Regions from separate parts of the Mus musculus genome. Here region 1 is linked to region 2. Evidence: chromatin contacts called from public Hi-C data. All regions are on one chromosome and are shown on one strand. The core of a region is the stretch at or near the end of the contact, and the rest is flanking DNA. Distances in the headings are between cores, read along the strand shown. Region 1 has its middle 37 kb from the start of Gm32576. Region 2 overlaps Gm32398 (a long non-coding RNA gene).

Region 1 (5,084 bases), core at 1,401-3,900, 360 kb after region 2:
AAGATGAACATGGCTTATATCAAGCAGAAATAATGGAGACAGGAAAGTCAGTTGAGTCTGAGATATTTGTTGTGATGATTCTCTTAAGAAAGCTTGAAATTAATGATTGTGAATGTTTAAACTTCTCCAGGCCTTCATTTATTCCCCCACCCCCAGCAAGAAAATGCCAGGTATCTTATATGCCCTTGACTCAATTTAAAGTCAGAGTTACATGATACAGGTAAAGAAACAGGAAATGAGATGAGTTATTGACAGTCCTAAGCAGAACCCTGGTTCTTGGGTATCTGAGGATAGGTTTCCCAGCATCTCCTCGCCTGTTTCTTCACATACACATAAATGGAAAGGTGGGTAGCATCTAACTCTCAGGATGGCAGTAAATGTATGAACACATTGAAAGCACTTAGCACACTGACTGGCACATGAATAGAAGTCAGTAAATACTGGCTATTACCAAAATTATTTTAAGTTACTTCTATGTTCCCAGTGAATGGCTAGAAAACTGCACTCTTCTCTAAACCCTGAGCCTTTATTTCTCAGCCTCTGGCACTGTTTACTCTAGCCACCATCACGCCTCTAGCACATTGTTTCTTGTATTCTTGGAGCCACATTCTGGCTTCAAAATGATAGAGAAAACATCATCGATGTTAAATGGATCCAGGCAAAGCTTTTACTGGGACATCTGTTATGGCCAGATGGGAGGTGCCTTGACCATGAGTCAAAGGATGTTGGTCAGTGACACCTTCCTTCTCCCCAAAATACCTAACTAAAAGTAGCAGCAAATTCAAGTAGAGTTCCCACTAAAAGTTCTTTTCTGCATCCTTGATAAAAATAAGGGAATCAGGTTTATAAAGACAGGTCTTGTCTGGTCAGAATCCTAGCTAAATTATAGGCAGCTCACTGTTTTGCTTTGACTACAAGGGTAAGGCAGGCTTGTTTCATGCTGCCGCCTAATAATGCAGGCTTACAGCTATTGTACTTTTAATTCTAGACCCATGGGTGGGCCCCAGACCCCTATTTATGTGCTTGTTTTGTGAACGCACAAAAGAAGAATCTGGTTATTCTGGCTCCCTTCTGGGTGGTCTCACACATTCTCACCAGCATTTTCAGGCTTCAGTTCTTGCAAGCTTCTCATTTCTTCTCCTGCCCAGGTTATCATGCATTTACATGCCAAAGGGAGTTTTAAGAAATCAGTCAAGGTTGTTTCTTATATCTGTGGCCAACCTGGACGTCTATTTACACCTGTAATCTTTGATTTTAAACCCATGAATGGAGGATATTCATTTAGTTCCTTCTATCCGTATCTTTGCTAATTTATCATTCCCATTGTCACCCTCCATCTCTACATCTGTCCTCACCTTTTATCTAATTGTAGATACAGGGAGGCTGCTGAGAGCTCATCCTACCAACTTCCAGTTCCTGCTTGCTAAGTAATGTAGCTGTACAGTTTCAACTCTTGGTTTCTTCTCCTTTTCTTAGGATCTTGTTGTAGGTCCTCCTTGCGTTAACCTTCATCTTCCTTATGATGTAGGCTACTTGAGGATGGATGCCTATGGGAAGGAGCATGTCCAGGACTCTGTTCTCTAATAGCACTTTTTGTGCTATTTTAGGATGCCACTAAATCCTGTAAATGTCCTCATGAGCCTCAACTTTGTCTGTGTCCTTGAACACACATTGGCTCTGTTTCACATTGCTGATCCCCAGAGACCTAAACCTCCCAAGTGAATCTGCCGTCCCATAAAACCAGGTGTGATCGTTCTAAGTCCTCGCTGATGGTTTGTACTGTGAACCTGCCCACATCTGGGGATTCATCCACCATCATAACAGTGTACTGTTAGATTTTTTTTTCCATTTCAAGTTTTATGATTGCCTGATGACTGCACTTGTATTCTCAATGCATTCCAAAGAGGATTCAAGTGCACTAATGCACACTCAATTTTTATTCAAAAAAGAAGATAAAAGAGGGTCCTTAGAGAAACATGACAGCATTAAGAATTATTACAGAGCGGGAGACTTTCTTTTTAGGTGTGGCATTGATATCCTGTAATTCTGATTTCTTTTTTATTTAAAACTTCTATTTTTGTTCCTTTTGCTTTAGTTCCTTTCTAAATAAGGCAGAACATTTAAGCAGCACTTTATAAAGTACATTTATGCATAGTCTATTATTTAAATAATGTTTAAAATATAGAAGACTTCTTTGTAGGGAGACAAAAATAAACCAGTTTTCTGCCTTACGGGAGGTTTCTATCTATTGGCATATAAACAGAAATAAGATAATTAACTCATGATTACACAATTGGAATTACCGCTATTTATGTTGTCAGCCTTAGTCTGGTTAATAGGCAGTGTATTTAGACCAGTAAGAGAAAGGCTGAAGAAGCTCTGACATTTCTCTCTCCCTTTGCTGGATGAGAAAACAGCTTAATCCGCAGCTTGTCCACCTGTCTTCTTGGGAGTGCCAAGAAGTCCCCACCCACTCCTCCAACTTTGGCCAACTGTGCTGGGCTGGGTCTGTGAACTGATTGCATATGTTACCAAAGAAATTATTGGGATGTCAAATGGCAGTGTCATCTTCCTGGCAACCGATTCATGAGCAGATTGTGATGTAGTAACCTACAGGCATATCATTCAAAATGCCAGTTCCACTGCTGGTCACTCTCCTCCACTCTCCAGGCAGAGACCCCATCTGGCAAAAGAGAAGCACAAAGAAACCTCGAGTTCTATATCTTCAGATGTTTTTCTACAGCAGATGCTCCCTCCTATGTTACTAGTCAGGCTGATCCCAGTGTCTGGTTGGGTCATGACTGGTCCCTGTCTATCCACTGCCTCTCTCTTTCAAATGTTACTTATTGTGGAGTAGGCAGAGATCTATCTCTTCAGCATTGTAATACACTTCACAGCCACACAGAGGAGGGACTTATTAAACTAGAGCAAACCTTGAGTTTCCTATTTTCAGCTATAAAGTAAAAGTAAATTGTTAACATATGTTAAAATGTTTTTCTTTTTTCAACAGTAATATCTTAATTCTCCCCTCCAGACATCAGATACCTCTGCATCCCCATCTTTGTTCGTGAGGTCATCTGTGGACTTGTTCATGTATTGTCCTGGTTTTCTTATTTCCCTTTGATCTAGATTTAGTTTGATTTTCCAGACAATCACTGTATTTACTTTATTACAGGAAAACATAATTCTCTTCAAATGTCAACAAACATGTTTGAGTTCTTCAAAGCCTGCCTCTCACACATGGACAGTGAAAGCCTGCCTTGCTTCATTCATTGATATACAATCTAGCATGAAGTCATTCAGAAAAACTGCTACTGTGTAGCCAGTGAGGTGCTCTGTAAGCAATATGAGGTTCTAAAGACAACCAAGCATCTTGTTGACAAGAAATGCACAGCCCCAAAGTGAGATTCATTTAATGCTGAACACAGTTAGGTTTAAATCCCAAAGAAAGACACTTAGAAAGAAAATTTTGTGAAGTGTATGTTTAATTAACATTTCACTTCTTCTTCAAGGTAAATAGAAGCCTCTCTACTTTCTTGTCTGAAAAATTCAATTGTACAAACTCATGTTTTAACACTTCAAAAGAAAAAACAAAAAGACATGCAACCTATTTGAATAGGGAGAGGCTTATAGAATCATTCCAATGTAAATGCAGACCTAGTAGGTAACCAACCTTCCTTTTGAAGATTTACTTGATAAAGAATTCTTTTAAAGGCTTTTAAGAGTTTTTCTTTTCTTGCTATTCAAATTTTAAAACTAAAACATTAATTTAATAAAAATTTTCAATGTGGTGTGTTAATTCTGGACATGTTCCCTTCATATCCAATTTAAAATAATATATATTTTTAAATGAATTTTAGATGAAAATAAGGTTACATCTTGATGACAGAATTTAGAACTGACATCTTCCTAGAGGTGCAAATGGAAGACAGGTAGACATGTGGAGGTAAAAATAAAAACAAAAATCAACTAGACGGGAATATTGTAGTACTTTCTGCCCTAAAATCTAAACTAATGTTCTATTGAAGAAAAATACAGAACAAAACAAAAACAAAGATAAAATAAAATAAAAAAATCCAGCACAACAACAAAAACTTGTGTCTGTCCTTTGCTGCTGTTGGATATTGCACCTCTGGGATCTTGACTGTTTCCTGGGAGCAGGAAGCACTCCACCTTGCTCTTTACAGCTTGTGGAGCAGGAAGCAAAGTAGCACACAACAGTGCTCCTTAGACATTTGGTGTTGGATGAAGTCCTACAAGTTTCTTTCTCTTATCTCATGTCAGAATTTCTGTGCTGTTCCTGGTAGTTATTGTGATAGGCATAAATTATGTCAATTGTGTACTTGATGGCTCATGGTTGCTGTGTACTGACTTGTGACTTCATTAAAGCTCATAGATTTTGAAAGTAGGATAAACAGTTTTACACACACACACACACACACACACACACACACACACTCAAAACCACAGCTGGATGGGGAAAAAAATCCCAAACTCTTGAGGTTTTCATCTTGGAAAACTGAGCATAAAAACTTTCTCTGTTTTGACAACTGTGAGATGAGAAATTTGGCATTCCTTGTAATGAACCCTGATGACATTTTACTCCCTAAGTTTATAGAGACAATCTTGTTGCTTTTCTCTTTTATTTCCAAAAAAATGGAATCAGAAAACCTTGATTGATTAATGCTGAATTTGGTGCCTTTTTGAAATGAAAGACCTTTTCTAGTTACTCATCTGGGAAATTCTTTTTTTTACCTTTACAGCCATGTTATCCTCTTCTGACTCTTCTGTTCAAAGTTTAAATGTCTTAAGTTGGGTTTCTAGAATATTTTCATAATCTATGATATCTTAAATTTGTTTTTATGTCTTTCTCATATCATTAGTATATAGAGCTAGTTAATAGAAACCATTCATGAAATACTAAAGAGAAAAAAGAAAGCAACAGGGTGTGTGTGTGAGAGAGAAGTGACTAACAAAGAGAAAGAAGAACAGAGAAAAAAAGAGGACTCTACTTAAGTCATGTCAAGTTCTTTCTTCCTAAATTGCTTTGTAATTCTGTATTTACAAAATGATCAGAAATTAAG
Region 2 (4,895 bases), core at 131-2,630:
GTGGCCACTTAATCTCATCTACTTAGCTGCAGCAGTTGGCTTGCAATATTCATAGTATGTGACTGTTCATTTCTGTTATTCTTAACATGGTTTAAAAATATATTTGATTTATTTTATGTGTGTGGCTTCCCAGTTCATGTATGTGTTACAGTGTACATGTGTGTGGAGGTCAGAGGACAATTTGTGGAAATTGATTCTCTCCTTCCAGGGACCAAACTCAGGTGATCAGGGTGGGAGGGTGGGGGGCAAGCACCTTTTCTAGCTGAGCCGCTGCGCTTGCCCAGTGTGCTATTTATATAAGCTATGCTCATACCTAATGTGCATCTTTCTTGCTGGGGACTGAACCTAGGGCTCCATACACATTTGGCAAGCATCCTACCACTGGGGCACACTTCAGCCCCTCCATTGTTCTTTTGTATGAATTATAAGCATCATATATGGTGTCATCTATTTTCCATTGTTTTCCTGAATATCTGTAGCATTTAGCTTCTTCCCAGAGCACATGCGATCTTTCAAGGCTTTGCTTAGTAATTTTGCTTCAGGCCATCTACTTTTTTGGGCCCTTTTCTTAAGAAGTCTTACTCTAGTAAATGGAGAGAAACACCATTAAAACAAAATAAAATACCACCTTGATTATAGTGTGCTGTGGCTGCTGAAAATTTATCTTCTTGTGAATACAAACCCCCCAGGCTGTCCGCTGTACTTCATATCTGAACTTCCCTATCATTCTTTAACTCTCTCTCCTAATCAGTCAGTTGGCATGAACTCAATAGAAAACTTTACCTGACAGCCTCACTGTTAACAGTGACCAAAGCAGACTTGAATGCCAGCAGTGTCTGCTACTTATGCCTCTTTTTTTGTTGGTGCCTGGACTACTCCATATCTGTGTAATACATGATTTTTAAGGACTTAAAATCAAGATTCAAGAGTGAAGCTGCACCTTGGTTTGTAGTGACTACAGACCATGGTGTCTGTACTAGGTAGTTAGATGGGTGGGTCATTCAGATGCACATTTGCTGGTGTTGTGAAGATATCCTGGCTGTGGACTCCCGGTCTTTGTGTCTTGAAGATTTGGCTCTCCTGTGACAGTGGCATCGATACTCTTCATTTGCCCTGACATTACGCATGTGTGCGTCTGTGTGTGGTCTGCAGTAATTACAGTATATGCCACCTGCCGCATCCCGGAAGCATGAGGGGGTGGCAGGAGAGCATTTGTGCATTTGTGAGAGGCTTTTCAAAATTCATTTATTTCAATAATTTCTCCTCCCTCTCTCAGGGTCAGTTGGCACATCTGCCATGACTACACCCCTCGCTTCCTGGCACTGGTATCAGTGAAGACACCTGCTTTCTTCCTGCTCTACGCAGAGGGAGAGGCATGGGGGTCTGTGGGCTCAGCGTTGAGCATCTGAATCTCACAGAGACATTTCAGAAAGTGTGCTGGGAAGACATATGCTGCAAGTTATTTTCCCAGAGTCGGGAACACAGCCAAAAGGACTTTATTTCATTCATTCCTTTGTTCAATATGATTTAGGTTACAAGTGTATGATTTTCCTTGTGTAAAGAGTAATGGGGGTAGGGAAGGCAGAGAGCCTTAAGGCATCTCTTTTATCAAATATGAGAACACACACACATGCACACACACACATATACATGCTCTCACACACATATACATGCTCACATACACATGCTCACATACATACACATGTACACACACACACATACACATGCACACACACACATACACACACACACACACACACACACACACACACACACACACACACACACACTGAAGATGCTCATTAAGCTGGGTGACAGTGACTGTCAGTTTGAAGAGCTGGCCTCCTGGATCCTACCATGGCTGTGTCTTCAGCCCTATATTCATTCATAGACTGTGCCTAACTGGTCAAGCTGTGAATAAAATTCTGGACATAGAAGAGAAAAAAGGAATATTTCCACTTATATTGAAAACCAGAACTTGAGTATGAAGAAATACAGATCTGTTTTGAATCAGTGTTGTGGGACTCAGTTGTATCCCTGGCAAATTCCTTTTGAATGTAGCCTACAGTGTTTGGGGTTCTGGCTCCAGCAGGGAGGTTTTTGATAGAAATCCACAGTCTTTGCTGAAATATAAGCAGTAGTTTCAGGTTGCTGAGTGGTCAGCCATGAATGGGACACCCATATCAATGCCCACAAAGCCTGGGGACATTGGAGGAAAGAGTGGAAGAAATAAAGGACACAGAGGAAGAAGTGGAACATCAGGGAACTCTGTCTTCCAGAGGTCTGGATGCATCCAGCTGGAGCTCAGCTGTTTCAGGAAAACTAGCAAAAGGGACTTTGTTCAGCAGCCTACCTCACTGGCCCTCATGTCCCACAGAAGGCAGGAGGTTACTGGGGAAGTAGGACAAGGAACATCAGTCTCTTGGGCTGCTATAGTAGCCTAGCCTGATGTTGAGCTTGTTGCCCTCTTGCCTTTGCCTCCTGAAATTACAGGCTCGCTTTTCTATGTCCAGCAGCAAGCAGTGTACTCCTATACCACAAGGCCAGGGTAAGTTTTTTATTTGTATAACGTTTATGTTGTGGTACTTGGGGACCAAACCCGGGGCGATCTGCATGCTAGAGCAGCATTCTTTAGCAGTCACTGGCATCTGAACTGGGATGTCTTTTGTGGATCCCTGTATTCTAGAAAAGTGCAAGCTAGTTGGTAGCAGAGATCCTGGAACCAGATGGAAATGTGAGATCAGCTTGGTGGCCTGTGGAAGGATGACACCAAGTATTTTGGAAAAGGAGGAGCAGGCATCCCTACTTTAGCTGTGAAGTGGATTTACAAGGCATCCTCATTTTATGACCCTTTATCAATGCATACAATCTGATTGTCTCTATCTTTGGGTAATTACTCCTATCTAATGAACTTAATTGCCAAGATTGCTGTGGGTTTGCTGCATTTTAAACAATTCAGTTAAAGATTGCAAAAGGATTGACAATAAAATGTTTATCAGGTGAAAATTATCTTCACAGACGGACACACCCACTTTCTGTCTTATAAAGACTGAATTCGAAGGCCCAGGAAATAGCTGGGAGGGTATTGATTTTTTTTCTCCCACTTGTTTATAGAAAGAAAATTATAGAAACAATAACAATCATATGTGTGCAGTTTGAACACCTACACTGTGTTAAACACTCTAATTTTACATCAAATTGAGCAAAGATGGAAGAGTCAGTAATTCTGCTCCCAAGGACTCTGATTGCACACACCTACAAGACCACTCCCAGAGCTCCGCGACGCCCATATTGACAAGTTACAAGGAATTCTGGGACTACTCCTCCTTGGCCCTCCTGTTCTGTAAGGATTCTCTCGTTAGCATTCCGCAGATGACCCAGAAAGTAAACCAGACAGTTAACAGAGCCTAGATCTTAATTAAACTACTTATACCAGAGGGTGTCTGGTATATGATTATGGTTAAGTACTGGCTTTCCCAGGAAAGCAATCCACTGCATAAACTTGAGAGAAGAATGGGTAGGATTTTGTTGAGGGATTTACAAAAAAGTTCTCACATTGTTCATGCAAAATCATGATCCCCCATGGTGATGCCACTCTTGGCATTGGAGCTGTCCCCCATACTTATTGATAATGATGTTTACTCCTCATCACCCACTCCTCTGGGACTTATGTGAATGTACAAAGTGCCTGGCCACTTCATCACGGCTTCTAGGTTGGTCATCCTCAGAAGGATTGACAGAGTAAAACGTGTGTTTTATTGTGTACTCTTTTCCACGTATTTCTGCACCACGGTGTATTTAGAGCATTATGCTAGTGTTTAGTTTTGCACATGTTTGATCTTTAGTTTTGCACATGTTTGATCAGTGCTGCTTTGGTGCACACCTTTAATCCCAGCACTTGGAAGGCAGAGGCAGGCGGATTTCTGAGTTTGAGGCCAGCCTGGTCTACAGAGTGAGTTCTAGGACAGCCAGGGCTACACAGAGAAACCCTGTCTCGCAAAACCAAAAAAAAAAAAAAAAAAAAAAAAAAAAAAAAAAAAAGAAAGGAAGGAAGAGAGAAATAAAGAAAGAAAACTGCTGCAGTGTTGAATGGGGTAAGGTAATTATTTTGCTCAGAACTTTACCAAGAGTAGTTTTCCAGTTTGAAAAGTCAGTCCCCTGGTGGAATCAAGCAGTGTTCCAAGCAATGGAATCATGCATGGCAAGGATGAGCCTGTTGAGGTATTTAATTTACGTTTACCTCTACACAGGTGGGAGTATCTGATGATCTGATTGCCTTCTAGCATAGTTAGTCATACCCATCTACAAACTCAGAGGTGTGTTGTATAATAAATTATTTCAACTGATCTCTCCTTTAGCTCACAACTAAGGTACAGCATTTCTATTTTATAAAATTATGTAGGCAGGTTATATTATCCATGGCTTTCACAGGGGATTAGCAAGGGGACTTTAGGATCAGCTGTTTGAAGGAAGACTCTGGCTTGGGTAAGGCTCAGATGAGTGACTGTGAGAGCTTCATGTAGCCAATCTGTGCTGTGTGGAAAGCGTGAGTCTTTAAGTTTCAAGCCTTCATGAGAGTGAGCACTCACCTTTATGATTCACATTCTTTCCCTGGGCAGCCACATGATTGGCTCAAGCCCAGATTGCTAATTACCCATCAGTGATTTGTCAATTGAGTAGATTCTGATTTCTCCTACATGTCTTCCTTTTCCCACCCAAAGGTTCAGTATCCTGTTGTGTTCTTCTCTCCAAACACACCACCATATTACCTTAGCATTCCCTCTTTTTCTCTTTCTTTCTGTATATAGTCATTCCTTAATATTCCTTCCAGAACTCTCACTAGATAACCAAATCTGTGTATCCTCCAGTATGGTAAATACATGACATGATATTTG

What was found. A called contact is a pair of places that touch in the nucleus more often than the background predicts.
Region 1: a contact with region 2 is called in a Hi-C map of cerebellum, with 4 times the contacts expected there. The contact joins two enhancer-like sites. A contact is called at or near these places in 3 of 484 Hi-C or Micro-C datasets (cerebellar granule neurons and cerebellum).

The regions. Positions count from the first base shown.
Region 1 is chr12:5,998,606-6,003,689 of GRCm38.p6, forward strand. It overlaps the pseudogene Gm48608. Among named protein-coding and RNA genes, the nearest start is that of Gm32576, 37 kb to the right of the region's middle. Within about 2 kb of position 2,651, at least 2 of the 459 cell types and tissues checked have an H3K27ac peak or open chromatin away from gene starts, as enhancers often do. A contact at or near this core is called in cerebellum, where this site is marked.
Region 2 is chr12:5,636,486-5,641,380 of GRCm38.p6, forward strand. The region is part of intron 2 of Gm32398 (a long non-coding RNA gene); the gene reads left to right. It also overlaps the pseudogene Gm40238. Among named protein-coding and RNA genes, the nearest start is that of Gm32398, 40 kb to the left of the region's middle. Within about 2 kb of position 1,381, at least 6 of the 459 cell types and tissues checked have an H3K27ac peak or open chromatin away from gene starts, as enhancers often do. A contact at or near this core is called in cerebellum, where this site is marked.